2 separate regions of the Xenopus tropicalis genome follow, and region 1 is linked to region 2. A link is a contact called in public Hi-C data. All regions are on one chromosome and are shown on one strand. The core of a region is the stretch at or near the end of the contact, and the rest is flanking DNA. Distances in the headings are between cores, read along the strand shown.

What was found. A called contact is a pair of places that touch in the nucleus more often than the background predicts.
Region 1: a contact with region 2 is called in a Hi-C map of neurula embryo, with 2.7 times the contacts expected there. The contact joins the enhancer-like site here to the promoter of LOC100038306 in region 2. A contact is called at or near these places in 2 of 5 Hi-C or Micro-C datasets (neurula embryo and tailbud embryo).

What each region holds. Positions count from the first base shown.
Region 1 is chr2:33,172,824-33,179,001 of UCB_Xtro_10.0, reverse strand. The region is part of intron 2 of myo18a (myosin XVIIIA); the gene reads right to left. It also overlaps the pseudogene LOC100492388 and a transcript of LOC100038306 not described here. Among named protein-coding and RNA genes, the nearest start is that of myo18a, 44 kb to the right of the region's middle. Within about 2 kb of position 2,596, at least 3 of the 11 cell types and tissues checked have an H3K27ac peak or open chromatin away from gene starts, as enhancers often do. A contact at or near this core is called in neurula embryo, where this site is marked.
Region 2 is chr2:33,113,357-33,119,647 of UCB_Xtro_10.0, reverse strand. It overlaps LOC100038306, which reads left to right and starts at 1,628. Exons shown (of 2, transcript NM_001097411.1): 1 at 1,628-1,697; 2 at 3,379-4,587. The coding sequence starts at 3,387. The coding sequence ends at 4,448. It also overlaps the pseudogene LOC100492388.

The sequences.
Region 1 (6,178 bases), core at 1,347-3,846, 58 kb before region 2:
ATGCTGCCAGTGATGCCACCAGTCCTACTGAGCTCCACCTCAGTGAAAACAAATGGAGCAGAGACAATAGAGGTCTCAGTGGCGGTTAACACAAGACAGGTGCACATAGTAAATAATTCCCAACCTATATGTAGTACATTATAACACAGGCCAGAATTGGGCAGGCAGGAGATACAATCAGCTGTCAAAATTTCCTGCCCAGTCCCCAATTCAGATGTGGCCAGCAGGCAGCATGCCGGCCCCAGATCTTTGCTGTCTTGGACACAGGCCTCTGTGGTCTGCCCACAAATCCAGGCCTGCATGTAATGAAAACAACTTCTGCAAGTAAAGTCTCATTTCTCCATTTCGTATTGTTCCGCTTTTGTTTGTGATTCTGTTTGTGTTCTTCTGAATCCATTGTAAAGCTCTGCAGAATATGGCGGGACATTTGCAGGTTGTTGCCCTATATTACTGTTCTGAATGTCACAGATATAATTCCCACTGCTGCACTAGGTGGCACTGCTGCTTAGAAAATAAAGTCACCGGTCAGAACTAACAGAATGGAGCTTGTGAAACACAACAGCAGAGGCCTACGGGTTCCTTGGGTAAATAAGTGTCAAAGATAAACCTTAGCTGGCCAAAAGCAAAACCATGGGTCCCATTAGCCAGGACATGGCAGCATGTACAGTCTGAGAATATTGTATGCAATAGGCATGATTAATTCAGGCAGGTATCTTCCGTTATGTGGCCTGAAGCCCCCACAGAATAGGTGACTACCTAGAGAATATATGCACCCACGCAATGGCAGAGGGGGTGAAAGCGCAAGAACCACAGGTCTGTAAGTTCAGGCATCAGCTGGCCAGCACCCTACGAATATTTACCATGCTGTGTGGGTGCATCTTTAACAGTTTGGAGAGTAGTCAGCACCAAGCCTTGTGATTAATTAGAAGTAGTGCCACTTTCCATCGGCATATCCTGGTACAGAAGAACAGGAACAGCACCTCTTGTCTTTATTGCAAAGTTTTTTGGGGCAAAAGAGCTGCTGTTGTTTTCCCCAAAAAACTTTGCAATAAAGGCATTTTAATCTACAAAGACAAGAGATGCTGTTCCTGTTCTTCTGTACCAGCATCTTTAACAGTAACATCAAAAAATAAAAAATGTTTTCAAGTAATCAGAATGTACTGTTGCCCTGCACTGGTAAAAGTTGTGTGTTTGCTTCAGAAGCTTCAAACTGCTATAGCTTGTATAAACAAAGCTGCTCTGTAGCCACAGGGGCAGCCACTCAAGCTGGAAAAAAGGTACAGGTTATATAGCATATAAAGTTAAGTAGAATTCAATGGGAATTTATCTACTATGTAACCTGTACCTTTTCTCCTAATGTGAATGGCTGCCCCCATGGCTACACAGCAGCTTTGTTTATGTAAACTATAGCAGTGTTTCTGAAGCAAACACACAACTTTTACCAGTGCAGGGCAGCAGTAATTAATTACTTTGATACACTTTCATTTTTGGTGTTACTGTTCCTTTAAGATAGGGGTTTCCCAATCTTCCCTTGCAAGCAAAGTTAGGTCAGTTGTTTTATGTAATGCTTACATTATTGGGGCCATTTATAATAAATGTAAAATTTTAAAAATGCAAGTTTCCAATATACATAAATTGAAAAAAATGAATGGTTTCAAGTAATGTGTAAGTGTAATTGCTACTGAATGCAGTATCTATCCGGCTGTTTATATTCTCTGGCTCCCAACACAAGGTTGCAAGCTAGCTGACTGACAGACCTACAGAAGAACAGAGTCCAGTTTCACTTTATAAGAGTCAGACCCACAGAATAGAAACATCTTTCAACAGGAATTGCACTTACATACAACTTATGTATCCTGCATCCAAATGTTAATTGCTATTAAAAGCTGTACTGGATGTTTAAATTCTCTGTACTGCTAAATCTGACTCCTGAAACAATGTGGCAAGCCTGCCAATCGGTGGAGTCAGTGAACTGACTGCTATTGTTTTAAGAATTAGCACCAGGGAATAAAAGGGATAAATACTGCTTCAATGGCAATAACAGCAAAACAGTTTTTGGGTGGAGGGACCCTTTAAGGGCACACCTGCGCTTTGTATAGAGACAGAAAAACGCCCACATTTTTTTTTGCCCTCATCCGTCAGTTTGTATGGAGCTACACGGAGAGGAGATCGGCCCATGCATTTTCAGGCCAATCTCCAACTGCGTAAAGGAAAATGGACGATTCGCTATGTGTGCCCATGCCCTACGGTTACAGATCATAAGTTATACTCCTAAAGCAGTCCTATGACATAAATGGAGAATTTGTCATTCAGGAAGCTTTTGGGATCTGTCCAACCCTGCTTCAAAGTCTAGTGTGTTTAATTAACACAATGGAAAGATTGAGTTTTGTGAGGTTCCGTGGAAGGTCAACTTGCCCTTTAAATTGGACAGAGCCCAATTCTGGGAGCAGACGGTGCTGCATTGGCAGAAGCACTAGAGCTCACAATGACAGTCTCTCCAGATATTATGCGAAGGGCCTGCAGCCTACACATGCCCCGACTCCCTCAGCAATGACACTGAGTGGAAAGGGGCAAGGACTGTTGTGAAACGCAGCAGAAAGGATAATAAAGAAATTCCATTCATTCCATCCGCTCAAACAAGCTGCTTCCTCTGTTCCTTCCCAGCAAAAGGGCCTTGCCCACCTCCCATAAGCACAGCTCCATTTTACATGCTGCTTCCTTTATACACAGTGGCGCAGGTACATTTAGCTACTGTGTCGGAACCAGTTTAATGTAATAAATCAAATTACAAACATTTATTTTACCCGCTCCGCCATCACCACTGCAAATTAACTAAACAATATAGAGCAAAACTATTTGTAAAACTTTGCTACCTACAGCTGGCTACTGAACTACAACTCCCTGCAGAAGCTTTGGCTAAAAGTGCTGGGAGATGCAAAAAGAGATCAAGTTCCAAATAATGGGCAGCACTAATATAAAGTGCTTCTGAAGCATCAGACTGGCCTACCATAATACCAGAGGATCTCCTTGTTGGCCCAGACCTTAGTGGCCAAGGCTGATGCCACACCAGGCGTAGGGCTGATTTTTTCGGCAGGAAACTTCAGCCCTACGCCTGCTACTTGTGCCTGCACCCGAATGAATGGGATACGCTCGGGTGAAGGCACAAGTAGCCGATATACGCATGAAAACGCAAGAGAATGCAAAGTCTCGCGTTTTCATGCGTATATCGGCTACTTGTGCCTTCACCTGAGCGTATCCCATTCATTCGGGTGCAGGCACAAGTAGCAGGCGTAGGGCTGAATTTTCGGCAAGCGTTTTTCCGCTTGCCGAAAAAATCAGCCCTACGCCTGGTGTGGCATCAGCCTAAGTCTGGGAATATCTCCATTTTTCATAATGGCCCCAGGAGCTTATGTTGCATCTATACCACTTAGATTTGCCTCCACCTGTTATGAGTATGGACCATGGATTTCAGGTTCTCTATCAAACTATTCCTATTATTCTTATCTATAGACTGCCCTCTGCTTGGCCCAGGGCAATTCCTCCTCTAAATGCAGCTCTGGTGCCATGGACTTTTAGTGGCGTTATGCCCAAACTTCAATAAATTCCACAGGAGCCGAGGCTACCCTTATGGTTATAAAAGAAAAATGATACCTTCCTTTTTAACATGAGCTCATTCAGTTGCGGTTATGTAGAAAAGGCGCACAAACACTAATCAAACTTCCAGAAATAAATAAATGTATACAGATTGAAAAAAAACCATAATGCACCTATGAACCATTTCCCAACCTCACTTAAGCACAGTGTCATGCAAACCCCTCCCTCAACTTGTTCTATTGAGGGCAATGCTTGGAGCCTCATTAGGCCCTTTATTAAGCCTTAAAAGACCCCCAACCAGTGGCTCTTGAGCAATATGTTGCTCCCCAGCCCCTTGGATGTTGCTTTCAGTGGCCTCAAAACTGGTTCTTGTTTTTGAATTCTTGGCTTAGAGGCAAGTTTTGATTGCATAAAAAAAACAGATGCACTGCCAAACAGCCTCCTGTAGGCTGCCAGTCCACTTATGAGTTACCAAATAGCCATTTACAGCCCATATTTGGCACCCCCCAGAAACATTTTTATGGTTCTGTTGCTCCCCAACTCTTTTTACATTTGAAAATGGCTCATGGGTAAAAAAAGGTTGGGGATCTCTGCCTTAAAGGAACAGTAACACCAAAAATGAAAGTTCATCAAAGTAATTCATATATTATGTACTACAGGTATGGGATCCCTTATCCGGAAACCCGTTATCCAGAAATCTCAGAAATACGGAAAGCCCGTCTCCCATAGACTCTAATTTAAGCAAATAATTCAGAATTTAACGGATTTGCTTTTTCTCTGTAATAATAAAACAGTACCTTGTTATTGATCCCAACTAAGATATAATTAACTTATTGGATGCAAAACAATTCTATTGGGTTTAATTCATGTTTTATACATTTTTTCGTAGACCAAAGGTATGGAGATCCAAATTACAGAAAGACCCCTTATCCGGAATATCCTTGGTAATGATAATGGGTCCTATACCTGTATTACCCTGCACTGGTAAAAGTTGTGGTCTGCTTAACAAGCACTACTATAGTTTATGTAAGTTGCTGTGTAGCCATGGGGGCAGCCATTCAAAGTGGGGAAAAAAGGAGAAAATGCAAAGATTACATAGCAGATAACATTGCCATTTTGGGAAGATGGACACTATCAACAGGCCAAATAGCCTCATATACACTTCAATAAACTGCAGACAATATGGGTCAATATATGTTCACCCAAAATCTGCTTTGCATACCACTGTCTGGACAGATTATTTTATCCAAAATATTAGTTGGTGCAATTACTGGGCTTTGCTGTGAGCTGTATGATGATTCAGGGTGAAGATACATGGAGCTACTAGTAGCAGCTACTTGTAGTGGCTATTAAAATAGACAATGCTGATCAATTACTGATAATTGTCTCTGTGTTTAAGCAGAAGTAATTTTCCATATTGTCTATAACCATTTGTTCCAGTTGTTGTCTTCCTACATTCACCACCAGCTGGAACCACAACATTTAGGGCTCTGGCACACGGGGAGATTAGTCGCCCGCGACAAAACTCCCTGTTCGCGGGCGACTAATCTCCCCGAGTTGCCTTCCCCTGCCATCCCACCGGCGAAAATGTAAGTCGCCGGTGGGATGGCACACGCGGCGGCGCGATTTCCCGCAAATCGCCGAAGTTTCCTCGCGAGGCTTTTTCGTCGATTTGCGCAAAATCTTGCCGCCGCGTGTGCCATCCCACCGGCGACTTACATTTTCGCCGGTGGGATGGCAGGGGAAGGCAACTCGGGGAGATTAGTCGCCCGCGAACAGGGAGTTTTGTCGCGGGCGACTAATCTCCCTGTGTGCCAGAGCCCTTAATAAACACTGCGACCCAGCAATTGTTTTCCACCTGGCTTGGGCGAAGCCTGCAATCTGTTAATGAAACTACAATCAATAATAGCGACTAGGTCATACAATGACAATGAAAGACCCTACACATCAGTTGTTTACCACCCTACAGCCAAAAAGCCATGTCCAAGGTCATATTGGTGTTCCAAGGCCCTGGGAATTCTTTTCCACAGTTTCAGTCTTTAAAGGACTGTAGGCCGACGCTAAAAGCAATTCTTGTTAGTACTCGATGAGGATTCTTAAATGAATAGTCTGTTCATAAAATAATTTATTAAATACCCAAGTGGAACCAACAACTACCAGTTTCCTGGATACACCTAATAGCCCAGCATAAAGGTGATTTAGGGTGAACGTATTTGCTGACCTAGACATTGCTAAAGCTTGGGCTGAATGACTGATCCATTAATATCTTCAATATTTTCCTTTATCAGTCATTTAGCCCAAGTGAGCAAGTCTAACTAAATATGTTGGGCCTCCAGAGGGGTACTGAACTGAAAGTCTGACAACCAATGCATTAGAGGGACAAGGCAGTGTTATTACCATTACAACCACATGCATGAAATATTTCAGGAGAAACGAACGGTTTCCAACACCAGCAGCTGCCCTAGTTCCAGAAACATACTAATTTTGGAAAATGTCAGTTCATTATGAGTTCATTCAAATGGCATTCGGCGTGCAATACGGAAGCCATCAGGCCTCCATCCTTAAAGAGAAATGAACCATAGCT
Region 2 (6,291 bases), core at 379-2,878:
TTATGGATAACAGGTCCCATACCTGTACTTTATTTTGGGGCTGTCTGGGTCTTAGCATACCTAAAATGGCAAAATGCATTTTACTGGCCTTAGGGCTCTGGCACACGGGGAAATTAGTCGCCCGCGACAAAACTCCATGTTCGCGGGCGACTAATCTCCCCGAGTTGCCATGACCCGCCATCCCACCGGCGAACATGTAAGTCGCCGGCGGGATGGCACACGCGGCGGCGCGATTTCCAGACTTACATGTTCGCCGGTGGAATGGCGGGTCATGGCAACTCGGGGAGATTAGTCGCCCGTGACAAGGGAGATTTGTCGCGGGCGACTAATCTCCCCGTGTGCCAGAGCCCTTAGTGGGTAATGTACCAGCCACAGCCTGGCCAGTAAAAGAGGACAATTTAAAAAAGGACAATAAGTGGAACTAGCCAGCGTCTTATATTGGTCCATGTAATCCCAGCTGTAGTCTCTTTAGTTCTTCCCTTAGTGTTAGCTGTAATTGTGGGGAGGAGTCCCTTAGGGTAAGACATACAGAGCTACTAGTAGCAGCTACTTGTCACGGCTACAAAAGTAGACAATGATGATCATTTACTGATAATTGTCTCTACGTGTGTTTTAGCAGAGGCAATTCTTAGTATTGTCTATGGCAGGGGATTTTCTGGTGTTTAGTAGCTGTGACAAGTAGCTGCTACTAAGTAGCTCCGTGTGTCTTCACCCTTACTACCTAGAGCCTTTTTTAGGCCACCTATTCTACACCACTGGCTATTCAGCCTCTAATATAACCTTTGGTTCTAGTCATGGTGGGTGCTTGGTGGAAACCAATTAGCAGTATGCGATTGAGGATAGAAGTGCAGACCACCAAGATTGTTTTATGATTGGCTTTGAATGTGTTTATCAGGAGTTAAGATTGTGAAGTGCGTATGTGATTGGGGGAGAGGAATTTCAGGGGAAGTCATACTGCAGCGACCATTTATTGTTAGTTTTATATGGGCAGATTTGCAGCTTGACACACACACATATATATCACAACAAATCTAGCTAGCAGGTTCTCATTCCAGCAAGCCATATAACATGCTTCCACAAGGTTCAGTGTCAGCACTGTGTGACCCCCTACATGAGCCGATTTACACAGAGGTGGACACCTGACTGAGCAAACAGAGATTTTGCAGAATAACTAGTGGGAACAGAGAATTCTGGAGATAACAGGCAGAACTAGGTTGAAAGAGATGTTCATATTTCCATATGGAAGAAAATAATGCATTAAATTAGGTTTCATCTCTCATGCTAAGTAAACCTTCCCCGGAGTTTTATCATTTATCAGTAGAAACTGAACCCAGGGACTCCCTTGTGTGCTGGTATTGTATATAGTTGCATGTTGAATGCAAATAGGCCTAAAGTTTCTTTATTTGCCTGGTGTTTTTCTGGCATGTTCTATAGTGCTGAGCGGCTGAATAGCTGCAGAGGAGATGACCCCATGTAACTCTTATGTCTTTGTCACTCACTGTAAATTGAACGTTTTTGTCACCCATGCTGTACAATGAGTCTGTGAGATAAACAATTTGGATATGTGCTGTCAGCCTATTCTCTTACCTCTCCCCAGCGGCAGGGTCCCTCACATACACTCTGCTCTCGCCTGGGACCCAGCGATGTGACTGTCACCACTGTCGTTGGCTCTGCCTGACACCAGGGCACCCACTAAGGTAAGTTTCTGCCTTCTCTGACACTAACTTTTAATTCTTCATTTACTTTCAAAATCAGACTTTTTTCTATTTTGAAAGGAGACAAAGTAATAAAGTATTATGAAAAATGATCAGGAAATGTAATCTTTACAATGAGATTTTTTTGTACGTATCATTTGAGTTTAATTTGAGTGCAAATCTATAAAATATGCTATAAAAATGGTATAATACTAACCCTTCTGTAAATAACGGTAAGTTAGATCAGAGAGGCATTGGCAATGTAAGAAGGCTGTGTCCCCCACCAGAGGGAGAATATTACATAAATCAAGGATATCCCACGCGTGACCCTTCATCTGTTGTTAAACAACAGATCTCCCAGCATCTCCATTGTTGTAGTTCAATGTGGCAGGATGAATATGTTTTAGGCACGTTCTTAAAATGTCTAACAATTGTTACACAATATAATAAGGCTGGAGTGCAAATGTCCTTGTTGCCCTATCTTTATGCCCTGTGTCTATAGTAGAAGTATAAGGCTATATACACATAAACATAGAGAATTGTTGTTAATATAATTCTAGGTTCCCTGCTTTAATTTATTTTGTATATTTTACACTAGGAAGTACATTATTTCTTACAAAGTTTCAGAGCGTCATGTGACGTCACTAAGCAAGTATTACAACCAACGTATTACTAATCCCTATTTATAGGCATGTATTCTACTGTGTATTTATGTCATTTGTTTCCTAGAACAATAGCATTTTCAATAAAATTAAGTGATATCCAATCAAAATCTTCCATTACAATGGTATTATTGGGGTTATAGTTAAAATGTTAATTATATGGGCATTTGAACCCCCCCCCCCCTTTCAAATGAATGTGATTGTGTAGACCAGATAATTCCAAATTACAGGAAGGCCATCTCCCACAAACTCCATTTTAACCAAATAATTCAAATTTTTACAAATTATTTCCCATTTCTCTATAATTATAAAACAGTACATAAAACTAAAACAGTACCTAGTTGAGACCAACTATGATTATAATTAATCCTTATTGGATGTAAAACAATTCTACTGGGTTTAATTAATGCTTATATTATTATTCAGACTTAAGGCGTGGTGATCCAAATTACAGAAAGACCCCTTTATCAGGGAAACCCAGGTCCCTAGCATTCTGTATAACAGGTCCCATACCTGTAGTCTTAGATTGCTATTATCATGCTTTGCGTTTTACTCTGATCCAAAGCTGCCAGCCTGCCAGAGGTGGCTGTTTTTGGACAGTCCCTGAGAACTCCCAACCATGGCCAATTTGTTATTTATCATGACCCATTGCACCCTGACCACACCCTACCGACACACCTCAGCACAGGGTAACTGTCTGGGAGGGTTGCCAGCTCTGCTGAGCTGTACCAACTGGGCAGTAGTGGCATCACCAACAGATACCACTATGCACAGTTCTGATTTTAAAGCAGGAGGGAAGGAACAGGTTCACTCAGCACAGCTCTCTAAATCCCCCAATAGAGAAAGCACTCACTTTGCTAAAGAGCTTCCATATTCATTGCATTAGCACTATTGCTATAGCAGTATCACTCCAAATCTACATCTACCTCATCAGGCACATATAAAGCGGAGAAAGGTGTAGTGACCTTTAACATATATATATTCCTCATTAAACTGTGCATATTGTAATTTTTCCTTACTAGGTCCAAAAATGGGGGACTGGTCTATCTTGGGGCGTCTCTTGACAGAAGTCCAGAACCATTCCACTGTGATTGGAAAGATATGGCTGACAATGCTTCTTATTTTTCGCATTCTTTTGGTAACGTTGGTGGGAGATGCAATGTATGGAGACGAACAGTCCAAATTTACCTGCAACACTCTTCAGCCTGGTTGCAATAATGTGTGCTATGACAGTTTTGCTCCTGTTTCACACCTCAGGTTTTGGATATTTCAGATTGTCCTGGTTTCAACACCTTCCATTTTTTATATCATCTATGTCCTGCATAAAATTGCCAAGGATGAGAAGACTGAACTGGAAAAGGCCTATGTCATGGAGCTGATTCAGAGCCTATCTGCTGAAAAACACCTGTCTGAGAGTAATGTAAACCCAGATACTGAACAACAAATAGATGGTAAAGATGCTTCATGGAAAGAAACCGGATTTAAGCCAAAGTTAAGAAAAGATTTCAAAGGGTCCATCCCAGTCCTTGACAAAATGCACATCATCTATATTGTCCACGTGGTACTCAGGTCTCTGATGGAGGCTGGGTTCCTGGTGGGCCAGTATTATCTTTTTGGTTTTGAAGTGCCTCACCTTTTCCGATGTCATACCTACCCTTGTCCAACTACAACTGACTGCTTTGTCTCAAGGGCCACAGAAAAGACTGTTTTCCTAAACTTCATGTTTGGAGTTGGACTTGGCTGCTTCATTCTGAACCTTGTGGAACTGCATTACTTAGGTTGGTTCTATGTGTTTCGCATTTTATCCTTAGCCTGCTCTGCCTGCTGTGATTTTAAGAGTATCAAGAAGCCAAAGGTTCTACACCCAGAGCAGAACAGCTTACTCATACACTTAAAGGACACCATACAAGAAAGGTTTGCGCTAAAGAGTTCTTCCAGTTTATCCCAGGAGAAGATCAGTTGTCTCCCCTCTCATTCAGCTGCCATTTCCTTTACACAGGATGACAACAGTGATACTACCTCCAGGAAAGGCCCAGACAGTATGCATAGTAGCCTCGATAAAATATATAAAATCAAAAAATCTTGGCTTTAAGAAACAAAAGAAAATGTCTTATAGGTCCATGGATCATTTTCAAGGTTCTTTATCATGACTGGCTGTGAATCAATCACATTTTGCGTGGTTCATTATTGGTCTGTTTAACAAGTCATAAATTAAAATATTAATTCTCTGATTTTGCATTTTTTTGCTATGCTTTTGTGGATCATTTTGTAGTAAATAATAATGCCATACATGGAAGTGTATAGAACCTTGAAGCTCTTGGAAATTACATTGTTATGGTTATGGCAGGGGGGTTACGTTGGTAACATAGGGTTCAGTCATTCCTAGGTCAGAGGAAATATGAAATTTCACATGGGGCTAGCCATGTTCTTCACTTTACAGTATAATAAACTAACAGTGGCAGCACCAGAACAAATAATGGCTGTGTCATAGCTTGCATCATAATGGGGTTTAAATTTCTGGTTTAAAAAATTGAATTTCAGCTATTAAATGTACCGGGACCAGCTTTTTTGCTGCATACTGCCGCCTGGAGCAAGGTTTTTATCTTGCCACATGACAGGGGCACCCCACACCCACAATCAAAGCCAAGCACTTGTATGGAGTATTCCCACCCAAAGATTTCCCATATAGTGCCCCCTATGGCCTTGACCTGCCAGTACAGTGCAACAATAAGCCATGGTCTTAGCTACATAAGTATTTAGTGCGGGTAATGGCAGATAAAGTACAACTGTGATGTGAGGAATGTATGAGCAGCTGGCCAAATTTGGGCAAACAACTATCACTCCATGCATTGGGGTTGGACAGGTGCTTGTAATAAAAAATGTATAATTTGGGGATGATAGTCCACTGATTCCATTGCCCCTCCTGTGTGCATTTAGTACTTTACTTGTACAGGTGGGAATTGCCCCCTCCGATAAATTGAGATTAATTTGGCAATCTATTGCCCAATTTATGGGTGGTGAGGACCACAGTGGTGTGTTTTATACAGTCCCCTTGCCCATTGTGATCCGATCATTTCTTTGAGGAGCTTAATGATTGGATCATCCTAGTTCTGCTGTAAGATGCCATAGATAATCACTATTTATTGGTCTGATAGTGGGACATTTGGGCCTCTGTGTACTTGAAATGCCAGGGCCTATTTTAAATCCCAGTCAGGGCCTGACACCAAGCAATTGAATCTTCAGTGTATGCCCAACTTAGATTTTATCTGCTTCTAATGGGTGCCTTTTCTTTGGACACCACAAGCACCACCTGCAAGAACTGTATGGGAGCTATAACCTTAGCAAAAAGGAAAGATGGCTCACCCATATAGACAGACCACAGAAAACAGATTATTTTCACTCATATTTATATCTTATAATATATTATCTATAATCACCTAGAAAATTCTCCTGTACAGCATGCAGGAGCTTGTATTAAGTCTAGATGTTGACTTTCAAACAGGCCAGTAAATGCTGCTTGAGTTTTCAGACTTGATGATAACTTTGCAGGACTTATAAACTAATTTATAAACAAATTTTTGTCTACAATGCCCCTAACTAGTGCAGGCCTGCACTGGCAATCTGTGGGTTCTAGCAAATGCCAGAGGGACTGCTGTAAGATGCCATAGGCAATCACTATTTATTGGGGTAGTGGGGTGCTTGAAATGCTAGGGCCTATTTTGAATCCCAGTCCAGACCTGTACTAGTGTACGATTTATTAAGCACTATATGGAGTACCTATGGGTGCAAGGATCAGTGGAAAATGTGTACATTACACTTGCCTCAGGCATATGATAAGTAAAGGACTACTTTGGGCCCACTGTACTCTGTGTCTTGTGTGAGATACAACAGGCTTTATATCTATGCACCCAATGCTTACTTTACAGAAATAACAA